Regions from separate parts of the Sus scrofa genome. Here region 1 is linked to region 2. The links are chromatin contacts, called in public HiChIP or PLAC-seq maps. All regions are on one chromosome and are shown on one strand. Each heading gives the region's core, a stretch centred on a gene start, on an enhancer-like site or on the middle of the called end of the contact. The rest is flanking DNA. Distances are from core to core; before and after follow the strand shown.

What was found. HiChIP or PLAC-seq counts read pairs in DNA pulled down with a chosen protein or histone mark.
Region 1: an H3K27ac HiChIP or PLAC-seq map of skeletal muscle shows a contact between it and region 2, with 4 times the contacts expected there. The contact joins the promoter of PPIL3 here to the promoter of AOX2 in region 2. A contact is called at or near these places in 1 of 5 promoter capture datasets (fetal skeletal muscle), 2 of 47 Hi-C or Micro-C datasets (embryonic fibroblasts and skeletal muscle) and 2 of 2 datasets of contacts at active chromatin or transcription factors (alveolar macrophages and skeletal muscle).

Annotation. Positions count from the first base shown.
Region 1 is chr15:104,578,949-104,585,779 of Sscrofa11.1, forward strand. PPIL3 (peptidyl-prolyl cis-trans isomerase-like 3) reads right to left here and starts at 4,804. Exons shown (of 6, transcript XM_013984381.2): 1 at 3,745-4,804; 2 at 1,734-1,808. The coding sequence starts at 3,747. It overlaps NIF3L1 (NIF3-like protein 1), which reads left to right and starts at 4,788. Exons shown (of 7, transcript XM_003133583.6): 1 at 4,788-4,860; 2 at 6,411-6,831. The coding sequence starts at 6,450.
Region 2 is chr15:104,407,633-104,414,717 of Sscrofa11.1, forward strand. AOX2 (aldehyde oxidase 2) reads left to right here and starts at 3,055. Exons shown (of 35, transcript NM_001308472.1): 1 at 3,055-3,146; 2 at 4,867-4,965; 3 at 5,870-5,978. The coding sequence starts at 3,055.

The DNA of each region.
Region 1 (6,831 bases), core at 3,554-6,053, 170 kb after region 2:
TAAAGTATCACTTTCTTGAGTAGGCTTTCCCTCACCTTCTTTTAAATACTTTCCTGGAGTTCCCACTGTGAATCAGTGGGTTAAGAACCTGACTAGTATCTGTGAGGATGTGGGTGTTGCTGTGGCTGTGGCGTAGGCTGGTGGGTACTGCCCTAATTCAACTTCCACAGTGCAGCCCTAAAAAGACAAAAAATGTATTTCCATTATTCTCTATCTCAGTACTTTATTACCTTCAAGGCACTATCACTCTCCAGAATTACTTTTTTTCTAGAATGAATTTTTACCCCCTGCCTATCTTCCCAGGTAGAATATTGGCTCCACAAGAGCAAGGACTATCTCTTGTTCATTACTGTAGTTCCAGATGCTGGGAAGATAGCCTTTCACAAATAAATTGTTGAATGAAGATATATAGAGCTGACTCTTTTTCCTTCTATCCTTGTCACTTTAACAAATGAAGTAATGTATGGAACAATTCTCTTATCTAATATCTAATGATTATTTATACTTCCTGAGGAAAATAAGCCAAAAGAAAAAGATACCAACCACTCTATGGGTAAAGTTATCCTTTTTGTTTGTTTGTTTTTTGCTTTTTAGGGTTTCACACATAGCATATGGAAGTTCCCAGGTTAGGGGTCAGATTGGAGCTGCAGCTGCCTACCTACACCACAGCCACAGCAATGCTGCATCTGAGCCACATCTGTGACCTACACTATAGCTCACGGCAATGCCCATCCTTAACCCACTGAGCAAGGCCAAGGATCAAACCTGGATCCTTATGGACAGCAGCAGGATTTGTTACCACTGAGCTACAACTATCCTATCTATCCTTTCTTTGATCCCCCTTTGACATCAGAAAAGGAAGTGGAAATTAATCCAGAAATTATGATTGCTGGTTTTTCTTGAGAATGGTTTTATAGAAAAGGTTTTTTGAATGTTGTTTAAGTTAGATGACTCAATTTCTTTTTTTCTTTTTCTTTTTTTTGTCTTTTTAGGGCCACACCCGTGGCATATGGAGGTTCCCAGGCTAGGGGTCTAATCAGAGCTGCAGTAGCCGGCCTACACCAGAGCCAGAGCCACATCAGATCTGAGCCTTGTCTGCGACCTACACCACAGCTCACAGCAACGCTGGATTCCTAACCCACTGAACAAGGCCAGGGATCAAACCCACGACCTCATGGTTCCTAGTAAGATTTATTTCTGCTGTGCCACGACGGGAACTCCCAGATGACTCAATTTCACAATGGTTATCCTTCCCGCTGTATAGCACAGGAAACTATATCCAAGCACTTGTGATGAAACATAATGGAAGATAATGTGACAGAAAGAATGTATATATATGTATAACTGGGTCGCTTTGCTGTATGGCAGAAATTGACAAAACATTGTAAATCAACTATAATAAAAACAAATTAAGAGATTTCCCACTGTGGCTCAGTGGTAACGAACCTGAACAGTATCCATGAAGACTTGGGTTCAATCCCTAGCCTCGCTCAGTGGGTTAAGGATCTGGTGTTGCTGTGGACTTTGGTGTAGGTCACCGACAAGGCTCAGATCCAGCATTGCTGTGGCTGTGGCACAGGCTGGCAGCTGCAGCTCCAATTCAACCCCTAGCCTGAGAACTTCCATATGCCACAAGTGCGGCCCTAAAAAAACAAACAAAAAAACCCCACCTAATTAATTAATTAATTTAAAAAATAGTTATCGTGTTGCATTATGTACATTATGGTACTCACTTCACAGGTTTTGGGTGTCCTCTCACAGAAGACTTCTATTTTAATATCACCGACATCGGTATGCAAAGTCACCGACTAAAAAGGAGAGAGAAATGTGAGAACAAATGAGATTTCTTCAGGTGACCTTACCCACTATCATTTCCCAAACTAGATATTAAAATGACTATGTGAATAAAAACAGAAACACTATGTCAGAGATTATCCATCTACAAAACAGTTCTGAGAGATAAGTTGTATTTCTTCAAAATTTATTTCTGCAATAGGAAAAAAATTCCAGAAGATAAATACAAATGTTAAGGTAAAATAGTATCTATGCTAAGACTTTAGGAGAACATATTGTGAAGGAAATAATTATTTCAAGTTTTAATTTTTCACCACTAAAAAACAGTTTGGGGATTTCCCTGGTGGCTAGTGGTTAGGACTGGGTTCAATCCCTGGTCTAGGACCTGAAATCCCACATCAAGCCACTGCATGCCACGGTAAAAAATAAATTAATAAAATAAAATAAAAATTTTAAATTTTGGCCTTGCCCACGGCATGAGGAAGTTCCTGGAACAGGGATCAAAACATGCCACAGCAGCAACCCAAGCCACAGCAGTGACAATGCCAGGTCCTTAACCCACTGCACCACCAGGAAACTCCCAATAAAAACAATTTTTAGGTTAGTATTACTGATTTAAATGGCAATTCACTAAGTCATTAGTATTTATTGAGAAATAGTAAGAAAACAACTTTTACAACCAGAGTTTTCCCCATTTCTCTTATGTAATTTGTGAGGGAGTTAAAGAAACAACTTCTTTCTCCACTAAAGACAACAGAAATAAAAAGCGTCAGTGTTTTCAGATCCTAAATGTGCAGAGGTAACCAGAGTACTCTTGCTTGCTTGCTTTTTGTTTGTTTAATCTGTTGTTTTGGTAGCTAGAATACTCCTTTTGTTACCCCATTCCAGAGAGGGTAGAAAAATTCTGAGGCTTCCTTTTTAATTTCTCTTCTTATAGTAGTATCTAGTAGTCAGACTATGACCAGGCTGAAGACAGAGAGCAACGGTGTGTGTGTCTGTGCATGTGTGTAGGGTGGGGGATGGTAGGGCAAATTGTTTTCCTTCTACCTCAAGCTCTAGTTGTCCACGTCGGATCAAGAGAAAAAGGATCCCAGGAGTTCCCATCGTGGCTCAGCAGAAACGAATCTGACTAGGATCCATGAGGACGCAGGTTCGATCCCTGGCCTTGCTCAGTGGATTAAGGATCTGCCAGAGTCGCTGTGAGCCATGGTGTAGGTCAAAGATGTGGCTCAGATCTCACATTGCTGTGGCTGTGGCATTGGCCAGTGGCTACAGCTCTGATTTGACCACTAGCTCGGGAACCTCCATATGCTGTGGGTGCAGCCCTAAAAAGACAAAAAAAAAAAAAAAAAAAAAGAGAGAGAGAGAGTAAAAGGATCCAATTAAAATGATCACAACTAGCTATGCTCTTCTGCTCCTGCAATACCCGCTTTCCATCTCAAATTCATTTTGTAATCAATCTTTCTCCATAAAAGGTAAATTCTGTGTGTTTTAAATGAAAAAGTAAGGATTTAAAATTTTTTTTAAAATTTTTTTTAGGGCTGTGCTGAAGGCATATGGAGGTTCCCAGACTAGGGGTTGAATTGGAGCTACAGCTGCTGGCCTACACCAAAGCCATGGCAACCTGGGATCCAAGCCAAATCTGCAACCTACACCACAGCTGACGGCAACACGGGATCCTTAACCCACTGAGCAAGGCCAGGGATCGAACCTGAATCCTCATGGAGGCTAGTCAGATTTGTTACCACTGAGCCACAATGGGAACTCCGAAAAACATAAGAATTTTAAAGTGATTTTGTTTCGGTTTTGTTTAGAATCATTTTATACTCTACACTTCTACAGCTTATCATTTGTCTTGTCATTGAAATCTCCATGCAGTTTTATTTCCCTTGACTAGATTTCTAAAAATTATATATACAAAGACATTCATAAGAATTCTATAAAACTTACCATTTTTCTTCTTGATGGTTTCAGGATGTACTGTTACTTTCTTACAGTTTATTGACAGAAGTTCAAAAACGAGCCTCTATTTCCAAAAGAAAAAGAATTAATTCATTTCCCTCTTTTAACTCAAACATGCTCATGTTTCCTGCATATTTAAAAGAAAAATTCTCGAGGAGAACAGATCCCTCCCAAGTAATCCGGTTGTGGAAGCGATCAAGCAATCCTACTCATCTCCAGCCCCTAAACTCCTACTTCCCCTGCTTACTCTTCAAGAAGAGTCTGATACATTTCTGCCTTAAGCCTAGCATTGGGTTTTCCCTTCGCCTGGAACACTTACACTCAGTACGGCTATTTCCCTCACCTCCAAGTCGCTGCTCAAAAGTTAAGTCTCATTGACCTGATAAATCTATTTAATACTGTCTTAAAGATTTCCTTTCCCTAAAGCACTTAGCACTAATATATTATATGCTTTAATTGCTTAATTCAACAACACCCTCCCCTCCAGAATACTCACTCCAAGCAGCTTAAAAACTAAAGCATAGAGCGCTCTTCCAGTGTTCAAGTGAATGAAAGAGTAAGTGACGCTACCCCATACTTACTTAACCACTTCACTGAATACAGATATTTTTTTAGTCAAGAAATAGATTAAGATAGGAAGCTTGTGAGAAATTCAAGTGGTCAGGCAAGGAGGCTCTGCCCACAGCTGTTGTTAAAACAGCAAAGATTCAATAACAGGTGCTCCGGAGAGTCTGTAAATTCCAAGAAAGTTTCTTCAGGCCGCCACCCGGAAGTCGAGCAGGAGACCCACTTAGGAGAACGCCCCTCCTCTGCTCACCTCCTTCCTCCTCCTCCCTATCCCAAACCCAACCGACCAGAACGAGGGAGAGGATGTAATTTATCCCCATCAGGAACTCCTTTGACCTTAGAGAACTTCTTAAATAATCACACTAGGACAAAAGGCGTAATGTTGGGCAATCCCTACAGGCGCCCCTGAACTCAGATGCAAAATAGGAAAGACCTCTTCCGCCCAGCTCCCCCGCCCCGCCCACTTTTACGCCTCCAGGAAGTTCTGCGCAGGACCGGAAGTAGCGCTCTTGGCAACCTGGGACTGGTGATTCTCCGGTGGGTTAGATTCCTGCGTGCGGCAATGAGGCCCTGTCGGCGCGCTGTGGCCCTTGCAGGCTGAGGTTTTGGGGGTGCTGCCGCGAAAGGAGGCGGGGGAGGAGATAGGCGCAGAAAACCGGTTTGCTGCACCAGAGCCTAGGGTTCTAGAGCGGCCAGGGTCCTGACTCGCGGCTTGCCCACTGTGCTCCCCGCACTTTTAATTGTTCTGGAAAAGGCTTGAAGTGGGGCTGAAATAAGAGGGCGAGGTTCACAGGCTGTAAAGTGGGTCCTGCTAATAATACTTATTAACAAGCAGTGCTGACTTTAGGCCAAGCATTTTCTCCAACTTTACGGTGAAATCTTGCGACGATACCGTGAGCTGAACGCTATTCTATTCTTCAGAGATGGGAACCGCAGAGATAGAGTAATCTGTTTAGACAGCTGCGGCTCGGGGAGTCAGTCTGGTTTTAGGGTCAGGTGCCCTTCACACTGTGCCCTGCTGCCTCCTATTCTTGTTAATGAGCTACGCAGCTTGTAGATTCATAGGAAATGGTGGTTTTGTTATTTCCAAGGGCTGCTTCAGATCTAACAATAGATAACTCAAAACCAGTGTGGTGGCCCACTAGAGCTTCACTTTAGCGCTTGCCAGATTTAGAAGTCTGGGGAGTTGGAGTAGTGTCAGGGAATCTGGAGAGTGGAAGTGGTATAAGGACCCTTAGAAGATCTTCAAAGACCCCAGGCTCCAGTGGTTTGTGGAGGCTCCACATGACTCCAAACCATATACTGAATATGGTTTGGGGCCCATTTGCTGCCCATTCATAGAGTGATCCACGTACGCATCCCATGATTCTGGCTGCTGACAAAACACTTCATTTTTAAAATATGTTGTTGTTACTTTTTTCCCATAAAGCACCTTTTAATGTTTGTCTCTACCACCATAACTTAATTCTGCTGTGATAAGGGAATGGAGACTGTGCCGGTCTGTGCAGTAAGCATTTAGCACTGGCCTGTATTGGTGATACTGAGATACAGAAGAGATAGTTCCTGTTCTCTGGTAGCTTGCCAGTACTGTGGGAGACAGAAAACAGGAATGTAACATAAGAAAAACTAGGGCAGAAGCAGGTGGGATGGGGGAGGGGGACACAGAAAAGGAAGGTTTGTTAAGAAAAGCTTTATTTAGGAAGTCAAAGGGGACTTGGAAAGAAGGGTAATAGAGAAATGGAGAAGGCTGGTTCAAGCAAGGATGGGGTGAGCAAGAACAAGGATGTGGGGTGGGGGCAGGAAGGAGATGAACATAATTGTGTGTTATCTACCAGGCTTGTTCCTGGTGACTTAAACATAGTAATCCATTTGCTTCTCCAGATGGCCCGTGAGGTAAGTTATAGTCCCTCCATTTTGTAGATTCGAAGACAAGCTCAGAGGAGTTAAATGACTTAGCTATGATACGACGTGCTGGTAAGTAGCAAAGCCAGTACTTGAACCTCGGTTGAAGGATGGCAGCTCTTCTGCTCATATGCTTTGCTGTCTCAAAGGTCAGAGTCTGAAGTGCACGTGTATTTCATTTTCAGTGTTTTGACATCAGATACTCGGTTTCACCTGACTTCTCTATGTTGTTATCCCGTGTACGCCTGGCCTCCACGACAGTCCGATTTGTTCATTCCCTGATCTGCAGTTCTTCCCGTTCCTTCATGGATTTGAAGGCCCTCCTTTCTTCCTTGAATGACTTTGCATCCCTCTCATTTGCTGAAAGTTGGGACAATGTTGGATTACTGGTGGAACCAAGCCCACCACACACGGTGAGCACCCTCTTCCTCACCAATGACTTGACAGAGGAAGTGATGGAGGAGGCACTGCAGAAGAAGGCCGATCTCATTCTCTCCTACCATCCGCCCATTTTCCGACCCATGAAGCGAATCACCTGGAAAAGCTGGAAGGAACGCCTGGTGATCCGGGCACTCGAGAACCGAGTTGGGATCTACTCTCCTCACA
Region 2 (7,085 bases), core at 1,805-4,304:
TTGGGGTGAGACAGCCTGGCATCCATTCCAGCTCTGCCATTTACTGTGTAACCTTCCACAAGTTGCTTCACCTCCCTGCGTCTCTGGGTACCCACCTTTAGAATCCACTTCCTATGGCTATTATAAAGATTAAAAGAGAGATGCTTTTTTCATTGATTAGGAAGCTCTTAAATACTTATAAGCCCATTGCACTGGGCCTGATATATTGCAAGCATTCTATTCTACAACATACCTTGTAGAATCAAGCAACATACCTTGATTCTCAAACTCAGGAAGATAAGAAATGGAGCTTTTTTTTTTTTTTGGCAACCCCTTATTTATTTTTTTAATTTTTTATTATGATTGATTTACAATATTCTGTCAATTTCTTTGTACAGCAAAGTGACTCCATCATACATATATATGTACGTTCTTTTTTTCACATTATCCTCTATCATGTTCCATCACAAGTGATTAGATATATAGTTTCCTGCGCTATGCAGCAGAATCTCATTGCCCATCCACTCCAAATGCAAGAGTTCTCACCTACTAACCCCAGATTCCCAACCCATCCCACTCCCTCTGCCTCCCTACCAGCAAACACGAGTCTGTCCTATATGTCCATGATCTATTAACAAACCAGAAAAGATCATGGGTTTTCTTTATTTTTCTATTTATGAACTTAATTTTCTGTGGAGTTTCCGTTATACAGGAGTAGTTGAAATTTTTTTTGGTTTGGGGTTTTGTTTTTTGGTTTTTTTTTTTGTCTTTTAGGGCCGCTTACATGGCATATGGAGGTTCCCAGGCTAGGGGTCAAATTGGAGCTACGGCTAACAGCCTACGCCACAGCCACAGCAACTAAGAATCTGAGCTGCGTCTGCGACCTACACCACAGCTCATGGCAATGCTGGATCCTTAACCCACTGAGCAAGACCAGGAATTGAACCTGAGTCCTCATGGATCCTAGTCGGGTTTGACCACTGAGCCACGACAGGAACTCCAGGAGTAGTTGAAATGTAATTGCAATTTCCAGCCGCCCTATTTCCCTGAGTTGCAGTTACGTTCCAGGAGGAAACTTTGACATTTCTCCGGCATCCTCCCCTCCAGGCCTCACCATCAGTCCATAAAGGCCGCAAGATCACCCTCAGTGCCGCCTGCCAGGCCCATGCCTCTCATGCGTCTCTATCTGCCTCTCAAGGGAGCCGTTCTATGGCTCCAAGGCATGCGGCTTTCCTGGGGTCTTGCCCACCTCTCCTCCAGGGCCCCTCAGCTCCCAATCCCACAAACCTAACTAGGGTTTGGTCATGTACCCCCACCCCCACCCCACGTGGGGGCTCGGCCCAAGGAATGAGCGAGCACACAGAGCCTCTATATTCTTCCCATCACTTCCGTTCAAGCTCTCTCTCCTGTATCCAGTCTCCACAGCCAGCAGCCACCATACTTTCTTCCAAAACTCACTCACGAGCTGAGTCCTTACTGGCTTGTTCCATTAGCCTAGGCTTTGGAACCTCCTTGCTCTATGTTCTGTCCCACATCCCTTCTGATTCATAAGCCCGGGAGGAAGCGGCTGCAGCCAGAACAGGGAATAAGTCAAGGGCTAGAGGAAATACGGACTGTGTGGTAGGGGTAGAGTCAGCTAGATAATACAAATATTATCCAACCACATTCTCATCAAATGCTTTCAAAGGACTTGGGATAGGAGTAAGGGCAGGCAGAGGAGGCTGCTTCTGGCAGTGATAGCAGCCCCCTGGAGATCCAGAGAGCAGCTGAATTGCAATATCTCAACTTGGAAACAGCTTCCTGCACTTTTTTTATTCTTTGAGGGCTACACAAGTTCATGTTTTTCTTCTGGGGAGAAAGAAGAATGTCACATGAACAGCCCACTGTAGCTCCCCTCCCTCTGTTGCATCAGAATGGTTGTAGATATTGGCAGGACACCCAAAGACAAAGTCACAGGAAACAAGCAAATAAGAAAGACGCACCAAGGAAGGCCCCTCCATGGTTCAAGAGTGCTAAATCCCCCACTTTTCTTTCTTTCTTTCTTTCTTTTTTGTTTCCTTTTTAGGGCCGCACCCGTGGCATATGGAGGTTCCCAGGCTAGGGGTCCAAGCAGAGCTGCAGCCACCACAGCCACAGCAACACCGGATCCTTAACCCACTGCGCGAGGCGAGGGATCGAACCCGAAACCTCGTGGTTCCTAGTCAGATTCGTTTCCGCTGTGCCATGATGGAACCCCAAAATCTCCCACTTTTCAAGTTGAGGGAGGCAGGAATTCTCGTGTTCCTCCAGAACCTCCGTGGGTTCCAAGCTGGGCTCACAAAGCATACCATTAACCATGCTGCCATGAGGGGATTGGCATCCTCGGGGGCTACACCAGGGTGGCAGCACTTCCCCTGCTTCCCCTTTCTGCCACCAATTCTTGGGATCCCTGATATTATCAAAATGTGCTCCCCACAGGAGTTGTCTCAGAAGTGCCAGAATATTAATTCTTGGAGTTCTCACTGGGGCACAGTGGGTTAAGAATCCAACAGCAGCAGCTCTGGTCACTGTGGAGGCACAGGTTCGATCCCCAGCCTGGCACAATGGGTTAAAGGATCTGGTGTTGCCATAGCTGCAGCATAGGTCTCAGCTGTGACTCGGATTCGATCCCCGGCCCAGGAACTTCCATATGCCAAGGAGGCAGCCTTTAAATAAAAAAAATTAAAAAAAAAAGAATTGAAACTCTTCCTACTCAAGCTTCTTCTCTCAAGAACCCCCTGACACACACACACACACACACACAGCATCCAAGTCCTTCCCCAATTTGAAACATTTCAAGAGTACAAAAGCCTGACGTGGCTGAGTGGGAAGACTCCACAAAATTAGATAGTGGAGCAAACATGAAGAATGAAACTCCCAGGGCATCTTACACTGTGGTGGTTCCCAGCTCTCATCATGTAGATGAGCGTTGTTGCACAGTTGCTCGGCGAGTCTCCTACTCTATGAACATATGCAAAAGTTGCCTTTAGAGCACACACAAAAAAAGAGGCAAATGAATGCCGGCCACGGCAGGCATTCCGCTGGGTCACCCACTCCATGCCCACCATCATCTCTTTTCTGTTGCTAACGCAGGTGATCGAGAGGAATGCGGACCCAGAAGTCACGCTGCTGACCTTCCTACGAAAGAACTGGACCCTTTTGATCCATCTTGGCCATGTCTTATGTTTGCCTTAAAATTTAGGCCAGCTGAGATTATCAGAATTAATCCGATCTTTCCACCCCCCACAGCCAGGCCCCTTGGCTCTTGCTCTCTAATTGCTTTTGGAACTGGTTCTAAGCATATTAAGTTAATTGAGCTATTTGGAGAGGATAAAGTTTCCCCAGAGTTTCCTTATATCTCGATTTAATAGCCATGAAATAGAAGCTAAGCTCTTTACTTCAGGACTAATTATTCTTTTAAGGGCCTTCTGATCCCCAAGAGAGTGATTATGCAATAGAGGTTTGTGTTGCACATCCCCTGCCCTGGAGGACAACCAAGATCTCCAGATTCAGGGAGAGCACCTGTCGTAAGAAAAGATTGCCTTTCTCGACATCTGTTTTCTCACCGCAGATTTCCCCCCACCATTCTATACTCTGAAATGTAGATCTTCATGATGGCAAACCTATCTTAATTGGTAAATCGAATGGATCTCGCAGAGAAGCCCCCCCAAAAGATAGAAATTACAAGCTTTATTGGAAAGCCTACACAGCTTTTAATTTATGGTGACTGTTTGAAAATTAGGAAATCTCATATTTAAAAAATAGGAGTTTCTCATGCAACAAGGGGAAGATAGTCCTTCCTGCCTGGCAGCGGTCTTGCTTAGAGCTGAGTGGGGGACTGTCGGTCACCACCCACTCCCCTGTCGTCTAAAGTGGAGCACAAGCTCTCCAGTTATACCCAACCCACTCCACTCATTCACAGACCTCTCTGATAAGCATTTATGGTTATGACCTAACTTCAGTGAACAAGCTATATGGCTTTGAAAAAAAAAAAAGAGTCAATGATTCTGAAGTGTTTGTAGCCAGTCTAGGTAGTTACATCCAATCCATAAACTGGGTGGAAATAGACCACAATGAGGGAGAAGGATGGCTAAAGAGAGGGGGCAGAGGCTGAGGCTTGCGATTGGACCAAACAGGAGCAAAGGTGGGATTTGAAAATAAGGATGGATGGAGTTCCTGTCGTGGCACAGAGGAAACAAATCCGACTAGGAAAGATGAGGGTGGGTTAAGGATCCAGTGTTGCCATGAGCTGCGGTGTAGGTCACAGACACGGCTCGGATCTGGCCTTGCTGTGGCTCTGGCGTAGGCCGGCAGTTATAGCTCCAATTAGACCCCCTATCCTGGGAATCTCCATATGCCGAGGGTACAGCCCTAAAAAGACAAAAAGACAAAAAAAAGAAAAAGAAAAGAAGGATGGGGGTTTTCTCTGAGGGCTCACTCACTTGGTATCAAATGCAGTACAAATTACTGGGCAAAACTAGCAATACATTAAACTGCTAAATGGAAATTTCTCTTCCAGTTAGATGATTAACCCAGAAGAACATCTATAATGAAATAGGATTTTTTCCCAAGGGTTTTTACTTCTGTTATCCAGCAAGATGCTTATGACAAGCCTGTGAAGATAGGGTAGGTATTGCTTTTCCCTCGCTGCAAGTGCAGCGGCTAGTTGGCTGCGACCTTCCAGCGTCACAGCTGGTAAGATACCGAGGGGCCCCGACCCAGGCCTGGAGGCAGGGGAATGACTTCTCAGACTTGCACGTCACCCCCCAAAGGAGATCTTTTCTCACCTGCAACACCTCAGGGAGGGAGGCAGCTCTACTGGAGGGGACGTGTCTACCTGGGAGTCTTTTCCTTGACAGCCCCCCTCCCAGTACGCCTCACAGGAACCAAGTATGCCTGCGGAAGAGGAGGCTGTGGTGCCTGCACCGTGATGGTGTCGAAGCGAGACCCCGTGTCCCAGAAGATAAGGTATCTGCCCAGACGCCCAGAGGCCAGGCTTGCATTCTCATCTCCCAGCTGAGAAAGGTTTCTAAGGACCTTCTGGTCTTGTGGTTCTCACCCTCTCTAAGTCTTAGACCCCTCTGACAATCTGATAAAGCTATGAGATTTTACAAAAACTAATAACATTTTGCACCCACTTTCCAGGAGATCATGGACCTCCCAAGACCCAGCAATGCATCCCAGGTTAAGAAACCCCAATTTAGGCTAACCATTCACTGTACACATGGGGAAACAGAGGCTTAAAAGGATGAAGTAACTGTTTCGAGGTCATATAACTAGTAAGCCATGGAACAAGGACTTGAACTCACATTTTCTGGCTCTGACGCTAATGCTTTTTCTACTGTTGGGCTGGACCCAGGCCATGACTCCATCCTTTCATTAAGGGCCAGATTCCAGGCCTTGGGCTGCTCCCAAATCCACTGGCCCAAGAAATCAAGAAATGGCCTCAGGACACTGGCCATCCCACACTGCCGAATGACCTTACACAGAGAGTTTAAAATGAACAAGCAAAAAAAGTCTTAAATGTGGTTAAAAAACAAAGCCTTTTACCTGTTATGGGACCACTGTCCTGATGAATACTAGTTAGAATATTGCCCATGAATCCAGACCCAGGAAGACCTCTTCTGGGCTTGGCAAGGTGTTCTGAGGTCAGAATGCCCATATCACCCCTAAGGATCCCCAGTTCTTACAGATAGTACAGAGTCAGCAGGGAGGACTCTAAATTCTCCCTTCCAGCCACACCTCCAGTTGCTCATCGTCTGGGCTGAGTGATGGGCTTGGGGGGGTTTCTGTTGCCCTTTTTGGTTCCCAGTTCGCACCCAGGCAGAACTACATTATTCCTTTTGATTTTCCTTGTGTTTCTCATATAAAGACACTTCTCTGTCACCGCATGCCTGGTGCCCATCTGCTCTCTGTATGGAGCTGCTGTCACCACTGTGGAAGGAGTTGGAAGCATCAAAACCAGGCTTCACCCCGTGCAGGTGAGAGCGTACAGCCTAACTTTCTCACTGCTTCACTCTGTCTTTCTAATCAATGCCGTGTTGGCTGTACCTCCTAGGGCTTTGAGATTGCAGTCCTGTAAGTAGAAGCTTTGGATGCATATTGATCAAGATAATAATAACTGTTAAGTGATTTGAAAGAAAGCTAAAGATAATGCATATTTCATTAGAAGATTGTATTTCATCTGACTTTTTTCTGCTTGAATGATAACAGTGTGATCAAAACATTGATTAATGCCTATTAGACTGTGATGCAGAATAAATATTGCACAAAGGGTATTATGCATAGAATAAAACATCTCTGAGGCTAATAGGGTAAAATTCAGGATTATTCCCTGTGGCATGGAGCTCTTTGGAGTAAAATCAGAATTGAGGGTGACTGTACCTGAGCACGAGGACAATTATTTCTCCAATTCTTAACTTGAAGCTGGAACACAGAGACTGGTTTTAAGAGTACCGTGACATGTGTTGGCAGAAAGACATCACTTCCTCTGTTATTGTCACGGGGGTTTGGAAAGTTACACATCCAGACCGACTAACACTGCGAATCCTTCTAGGCAGGAGGAGCCTGGATTTTAACCATGTGAGAATCAATTCCAGGAAGGTCAGCAAAGGCAAAGGCCCCAGCTGAACATACTAGCATCTCTGAGAAGGTCAGAGAAGATGGTCTCACCAAGGCTGATAAACCTGAATCCAAGAATTACACTACATTCTGAATCCAGAGCAGGGCTTCCCAAGCTTTAATGGGCCCAGGAATCAAATAAGTGGGAGCAGACCCACAACTTCTTACTGTACCTTTAGGATAGCGAAATAAGGACATTTGGACATTTGCCCAGTTGAGGCTGTAACCCTCTGAGTACACAATTATTGTGTTACGGACTCACACTTAAAAGAAAAGCATGCAGGAGTTCCCGTCGTGGCGCAGTGGTTAACGAATCCGACTAGGAACCATGAGGTTGCGGGTTTGATCCCTGGCCTCGCTCAGTGGGTTAAGGATCCGGCATTGCCGTGAGCTGTGGTGTGGGTCACAGACACGGCTCAGATCCCGAGTGGCTGTGGCTCTGGTGTAGGCTGGAAGCTACAGCTCTG